Linked DNA regions of Mus musculus: region 1 is linked to region 2. Evidence: chromatin contacts called from public Hi-C data. All regions are on one chromosome and are shown on one strand. The core of a region is the stretch at or near the end of the contact, and the rest is flanking DNA. Distances in the headings are between cores, read along the strand shown. Region 1 overlaps Lmf1 (lipase maturation factor 1). Region 2 has its middle 9.3 kb from the start of Gm33727.

Evidence for each region. A called contact is a pair of places that touch in the nucleus more often than the background predicts.
Region 1: a Hi-C map of cortical neurons shows a contact between it and region 2, with 1.8 times the contacts expected there. The contact joins two enhancer-like sites. A contact is called at or near these places in 3 of 39 promoter capture datasets (the 3T3-L1 cell line, embryonic stem cells and maxillary cranial neural crest), 1 of 15 datasets of contacts at CTCF or cohesin (pro-B cells), 4 of 484 Hi-C or Micro-C datasets (the N1E-115 cell line, cortical neurons, nephron progenitors and 1 more), 1 of 115 datasets of contacts at active chromatin or transcription factors (embryonic stem cells) and 2 of 9 other capture datasets (adipose tissue and embryonic stem cells).

Annotation. Positions count from the first base shown.
Region 1 is chr17:25,623,070-25,626,719 of GRCm38.p6, reverse strand. All of the region lies in intron 4 of Lmf1 (lipase maturation factor 1), which reads right to left. Among named protein-coding and RNA genes, the nearest start is that of Lmf1, 46 kb to the right of the region's middle. Within about 2 kb of position 2,044, at least 28 of the 459 cell types and tissues checked have an H3K27ac peak or open chromatin away from gene starts, as enhancers often do. A contact at or near this core is called in cortical neurons, where this site is marked.
Region 2 is chr17:25,507,633-25,511,041 of GRCm38.p6, reverse strand. No RefSeq gene overlaps it. Among named protein-coding and RNA genes, the nearest start is that of Gm33727, 9.3 kb to the left of the region's middle. Within about 2 kb of position 1,996, at least 25 of the 459 cell types and tissues checked have an H3K27ac peak or open chromatin away from gene starts, as enhancers often do. A contact at or near this core is called in cortical neurons, where this site is marked.

The DNA of each region.
Region 1 (3,650 bases), core at 795-3,294, 120 kb before region 2:
CACCAGGAAAAGAAGAAAAAAACAAAATAATTAAAATGTCACTCAAACTCAGAGCTGAGATGAGACACTTAGGAACCTGAAGCATTCTTCAGGAGCGGAGGGCGTTGGAGCCACTCCCAGCCGCTCGCTCCTGCTGCAGATGTCAGACTTCCCACGGGTCTTTCTTTCAGAGTGTCAGAGGAACAAAGCCTTCTTTGAGCCTTTTTTCAGCCCAAAATTAATTTAGGGTAAAAAAAAAATGGCACAGACGGGCCTTAGCATGGCAGACCTAAAGGGAGCAGAGTGACCTTCAGTCTCCTACGACCCTCTTGCTCTAAAGCCTGGGAAGGAGAACGTCATGATGCTGGAATGTTCCAGGCTGATACCTTGGGCTCACAATGAGTGGGGATGAATGTTCCTGTCCAGCAGCTCCCGACTGCAATTTCTGCTTCTTAAAAAACTCCCGACGGGCAAAGGAAACCACATACAGGAAAAGCCATGCCACGAGTCTGCTTTGGATGCCTACCCTCTGGCTTGGCATAGCACGCCTGTGGCCTGAAAGGGGCTGAGGTCCCTTTGTACCCCCCCTCAAGGCTTGATGGGGTCTAAAGCTATGTTGGCATTTGCAGGAATGGTATAAGGTGGGGCTGCTCCTCTCTTGCCAGAGCTGAATTCCTGATGGGAATGCCCAAGAGCTCTGCAAGCTGTCGGGGGTACACGGCACACGTTAGTGTTGGAGCGACTGCTGCCTATCCAATTGTAACCCCTGTCTTATGTGATGTAAGTAAGGCTCTACAGCTTCCTAAGGCCCACTTGTTTCCAAGCAGAGGGCACAGCCCATGGTCCCCCATCCTTGTGGAGTGGACCAGTGGCACTCGCGAACACAGCGTGTTATTGACTGAACTCCAGGCTACAGCCCTCTCCTGGCTCAGCTCTACCAACACATGAAATGCTGCTACGAAGAGATGGCACTGCTCTGAAAGACCGGCTCAGTTGTGGGAAGCCCTCTGTGACACTGAGAGTGCGGATGGTGTGGGGACCTCTAATGAAGATGCCCTGGCTCTGCACTTCCAGGACAGAGCTTTTCACTTGCAAGCACTGCTCAGTGTGCCCTGAGATGATCTGGAGTCAGCGGGACCTGGGGCATGATGACCACCCAGCACTTCCAGGCTGGAAAGGAACTCCCACAAGCGTTAGGGAAGGTCCATCTGTTCGCCCAAGAACCGAGAAAATGCAGCCTCCAAGCAAACAGCCACGTGCTAACAGGTTGCTCGTGCATATGTGTGTGGGAATGGGTATGGCAGATGGGCCCAGCATAGTCCCTAGATGGTGGAGACAGGTGTGTTAAAAAGCCTTGGTTTAGCAAAGCTCAGGGTAGCACAGAGCTAGGCAGAATCTGGGGTTTTACATTTTGAGAACCTTCAGCTAAGATCTGGTTCAAAACGACAGAAGCACCTCCTGTCCACAGGACTAGAGCTACCCTGACATGGCTAGCTCAGGCTGGAGCCAGAGTCCACCGAGCCCTGGACACCCAAGGTCTTACAGTATGGTTTCACCAAAACACCACCACTACATGCCTCAAACTGACTCCTGGTCTAAGAGGTTAACTGGGAGATGTGTGTGAAAGCAGCAGCAATTTCTACTACAGCGTATGCTGCATAAATACTTAGAACAATCTGCCTCTTTGTAAAAGCATCGGTTTTCCTTCTAGAAGCTCCGGGCCTCTTTTAGCTGCTAATCCCTGCAGATTCACTAGTCTTCCCGATGGCTCTGGACAGGTCTGATGCACTGTCTCCTTGTTGTCAAGCAACGTGATGCGGTGGTGTCCTGCTGCCTGCATCCACACAGTCTGTACACGTGCACATGGAGGACACAGCCGGATGCAACAAAGGCACTTGAGAAGAGAGATAAGCAGAGCTGTAAGGCTTTTGCGCTACGTCCCTTGAAAAGGACCTCAGCACCTATGCATAATAACTTTTGATGGGCTACCAAGAACGGATGAGAGGGTTCTGAAAAGCCCTCAGCTGTGCTGGGCTGTGATGCTTTCTTTAAGCCTCTGAGGGTCATGGGCTGTGTGAGACAAACAGCTGTTGAATGGGGATCCAAAGAGGCTGCCAGGGCCCAGTCTGGGACAGCTATACGAGAGGTCTGCAATTGGGGATCAAAGGTCATGACACAGCAGGCATGAGGTCCAAAGATTCCCGTGATGTCTCTGAGCAGAGTCAGAGGTCAGCCCTTCTGAGTGTCCTGGGGGCTGATGGGCAGGCAGGAAGAAAGCCCCCTTTCTCTAGCTCTGCCCACGCTAATGCAATAAAGCCAATTAGAATGATTGCTCTCATTTCTGAGTTAGGATGCCCAGGACGAGGGAAATGGTAGGGACATCCGTTCCGTTCTGTCTTCACAGGCACTCTGCATTCCAGCATTTATTTCATTATATTTAATACGATTTTACCAGTGGCACTCCAACTCCGAGAAAAGGGTCCGGCAACTTCAAAGCCTGTTTTTGTCTTGGTTCCTCAGCAGCCGCCCTTCCCTGCTACCAATGTCTCCACCCTGCTTGCTAACTGTTGAGAGCCGCCCACGAGCCCACACTTCCGTGGCCTGAGCATCATCTCCTGAAGCATCCTGGGGGGCGGTGCATGCTAACATGGAAACTGCTTTTAAAATTATCCTGGTTCATCCCGTTCAGAACAGTCCCTGGGCTGTGACGTAAGCACAGCCAGCCTCCCAGCTAACAGAGACTTGGCTTTGCAGCTGTCCTGGGGACCCCACCTCCTAACAACCTGGAGCTGCGGGCTGACTGAGTGGCCCTGCTCAGAATGGGGCACGAGCAGAAACAGATTTCCTTCCACGTGAAAAATGTCCCACGAGGAAACATCTCAGGGGTTCTCTGTGTGCTGCACATCTGGCCTCACCTCAGCCCATGAACATCATCTGCAGGCATACCACTTAGCCCAGGCTATACTCTGTCTAGGAAGGGACAGGCATCACCCAGAGCTGACTGGGTGCTTTTGGGTGTCTCCATGACTGCTGTCCACTCCTGGGACCTGCTGGCTTTTTGTGGCAGCTGCTGAGTAAGCTCTTGAGTCAGGCTGGGCGAGGTTTAGAACATTCTGGACACATTGCAGGCAGCCCTGGGGCCATCTCTTGTTTCTCCAGCAGGAGCTGCTCTATGGCCAAACTTATCAGCCGGCTCTTTCCTCCCAGAGTGTATCTCCCACTCAGTTCTCGGAGTCACTTGATTGCTTCCTCTCCCACTCACTGCGCAGGTCTTCTCTGGTCACCTCTGCTCTTTGCTGAGTTGTCTTGGCTCTGAGAGGTCCTCTATGGCCCCAAGTCCTAAGTGGCATGAGACTTCTTTAGATGCTGCTAGAGGGCAAGAGCCATGACAACTCTCAAGGCAACACCTGCCTGGCTACTTCATTCAGACACAGCTGATCTTGAGTCCTGCCCAAGTCCTCTCCCCAGTGGCCACCACAAGTCCTTTTCCTGCTCTCTGGACACACAGGGTTATAGACTCACTCACCATGCAAGGCATGTAGTTGCTGTGGCCCATCTTGAAGCATCCTGTGTACAACGAGCAGGCTTGTTACCTGCTCTGACAGAAGGCTTACTATGGTTTTACATGGAACAGATGTGCACACTATATGTGTCTGACTTCTGACACAGGT
Region 2 (3,409 bases), core at 747-3,246:
GGGAGGGGAAGTAGCAGCTTTGTGATGAGAACCGCTCACAGGTGGTGTGAATGCCCCTTCACCTGACCGTAGCTGGGTATGTGGAGTGAGCACCAGCCACGGGCCATCAGGGTCTTGATGGAGACAGGGCCCCCATTGGATCTGGACATAAAAGAAACATGCTCTTGTGTCCAGCCACACACTGCAGCCATGTGAGCCCTTGGCAGTTGGTGCTCATCCTGGTGGCTCTAGCAGATGCTACTCCACAGATCCTGTGCTCCCCTCAGGCCTGAGGCCCTAAGCCCATGCTGGCCCAGGACTCCCAGAGCCGAGTGGATGAGGTTCAGGGCTCTGCACCCCTGGGATCCATCTTTGGCTGGCTGGACTGGGGTAGGGGTCACACCTGCTCTGGGGTGGGATAAGGTGGGGGGGCTCTTCCGGGCCTGCAGCTGTTGGCCCCAAGGACAGACAAGGCCTCCACTGCAACAGCTGGGCCGGAGGCTTGGGAGCCAGGAGAGCCTGAAGCCCAGGCAGCCCCCACGGGGGATCGGTTACAGTGGCTGCAGATGCTGGGGGAGGTGAGGAGGGAAGGAACAGAGACTGCAGGCTCCCCCCAGACTACCCTCTTCACACCTACCTCCTACACTCTATGTGGCCCAGGGACCCCAGTCATAGCCCATTTGGGGCTGCCTTCTATAAGACAACACCAAAGCCATGGCATGCTGGTCTGCTTAGGAAATCCCTCCTCTAGCCTCTGGGCAATGGGCAACGGCAGCTGCTGTTTTCCCAATTGAGCGATGCCTATTGCCCAGCAGGTGTGTGCAGGACTGAGCTGGAAGAGACTTCATGGTGGGTGAACATTCAGGGATATCTTAGTGTGCACCATGCTGTTATTTGTGGACCCCCCTTGGTGGGTTCACCCCAGAGACAAAGATACACTAGCACACGGTAGGCACCCAGGAAACGCTTTCGGAATGAAGGAATACCAACCTGGTAATGGATCACCATGCAGTATTATCTTCTGCACTGTGAGGCATGGAAAGAAGCTGGAGTCTCACTCTGCTGGGGCCCTGGAAGGGTAGTGGGTATCACTGGGTGCTGGGAGGATAGTAGTGGGCATCACCTCCTTGTCCTCTCTGGCTCTGACTACCTGGCATCTAGCAAAGCAAGAAGCAGGGCCAGACCCAGGCCAGCAGCAGCAGAGACATAAAATAGCAAATTCAGTAGTTCAGGTGCTGGGATCTGGTCAAGTGGCTCCCACTAAAATATAGCCTCACCTTTCCGGCCACTGAAAGCATGCCCCAAGTCACATGTCACATAGGGCCCCAAGGTCCTGGAATGGACAAGCTAAGAGGAGATGACCCAGGTCTTTCCAGATGTTACTTGATATTGCAAAGTCTCCTCCCTCTCAACAGACCCTGTCTAAAGCCCCACAAGGGGCTGGAGCAGGCATCCCTAGCATCCCAGGATCCTGGATGCTATCTGCTTGCCCACCTGGCCATTGTCCCTGACAGCCGTTTCATCGAGGGACAGGCCCAACTCTTGAGCCAAGGACATATTGCCCTGGCTACTGAAGGACCAAGTGCTAGTTTGCCGGGATTTGGGGATTTTGAGCCATCTGCTGTGGCAGGTGTGGTCAGTCTGACTAGCAGAGTCCATGGGCTGCCTGGAGGGTGGCCAGCCAGCTGCTGGGGGGCTGGGTTTGCTGGTCTGGCTACTTGCCTTGGGCAGCAGAGCCAGGAGAGAGAGGGATGGAACACAGAGAGGCAGAAGATCTCTGTCCCCTGCCTGGCATGGTTCAGATTCCCAAACGGGCACCGTGGGCAGCTTGTCAACAAGGCCAAGGTCTCCTTAAGGATCTGGGACTAGGCCTGAGGTGGGGATTTCATGCACAACATGGGAAACCCTACCTATAAGGCAGTAGGCGTCATGTTGAGGATCCCACCCCTCATCTTGGGGACTGATAAGATCATTGCATGCTGCTGTACAATGTGCTTTTATGAACTGTGTGAGCGCCCCCCACTGGCCAATGTTGGTCTGTTCTCAATGAGCAAATGAACCCTAGATGTCAGCCTGGGGGAGACAGCACACAGGAGTGTTAGAGGTAACTCTGAACATGCCTTCACTGGGGAGGAGGCTTAGGGGTGCTTAGGTGGTACAGGGGCAGAGAAAAGGCTGGTTGGAGTAGGGTCCCCAGAAGTAGGTCTGAGAAGTCTGTAAAGCCCACTGAGGGAACCTAGACAGGCATACATGCTAAGAAGGTCTGGAACACCATGCTCAACTCTAGAGAGCAAGCAGAGCATCCCAAGAATGTCCTCACAGGGACAAAGTGTGTGGCGTCACACTTCTGGGCTTAGGACAGGCTTTGCCCTGGGGGCTGACCAATACACCCTGAGTCAGACAGGCCCCTCTCATGGCTCCAGTTTGCCCTACCATGGTAGAAACAGCAAAGGCAATGAGATCAAGGCCTGAGGTGGGGCCATGGTCTTGCAAGGTGATGGCAGAGTAAAGGGAAATCGAGGAAGGAGGCTGCTGGGAGAGGCTAATAGTAAAGAAGTATTAGTAACCCCTCAGGCAGGCAGCTCAGGAACCAGGCTGCCCTTGAAGCTAAGCTCAGACAGGTACAAGGCTAGCCTTTCCCCAAAGCCAACCCGAGGAAGTACCTCTGGGGTGGATTCTCAAGGAGAGTGCAGAGGAGCCCTTATCCCTCCTGCCATGAGCACAGAGAAACCAAGGCTGAATCTCAGGTGCAGGCCTGCCTGGGAGAGCCACGGGGCTTCTCAAGGCACACCAAAGGACTGAGGAGGTCTTATGCGGCCCTGTGGCAATTGCCCCGGGGACCTTCTGAAAGAGTTACATGTTATTGAGGGCATCAAGGCTCAGGGCACATGAGAGGGTTGTGGGGGTGCTGAGTGACCAGAAACCACTCCCCAGCCTACGGCCTGGAAGCTGGTGCCCTTCAACTGGTTCAGGAAGGACCCGGAAGGGAAGTGATCTGGCTCACCCGTGCAGACTGAGTCTTTTACCAGACTGGCCCTGAACTGTCCTGAATACAGCTGCATGCATTGACCACTAGGACCACAAGATGGCACCAAAGGCCAGCTGGTGGGGGCTTCTGCAGTAGAACCTGTGGGCCAGGTTGGGGTCTAGACCTTGATCCTCCCTCTTGACCTACAGAGGACAGATGCTGCTGAGGGAGCCAGTGGAAAGCTATGAGAGTCAGGATGCAGCATCCACTGTGAGCTCATTTCTCTAAATGAAGGCGGAGAACTTACTTGCTGCAGTAAGTTCTGCACTTTTTTCTGAGGCCCTCTCTTCTACCTACTTTCCTCCAAGATCACTGGCTTTGCTGCCCAGTTAGGGTCTAAAAAGAGCTCAGGGCTGGGAGCACAGGAACTCAGGTATTACCCAGTCTGGGATCTAAGGCAGA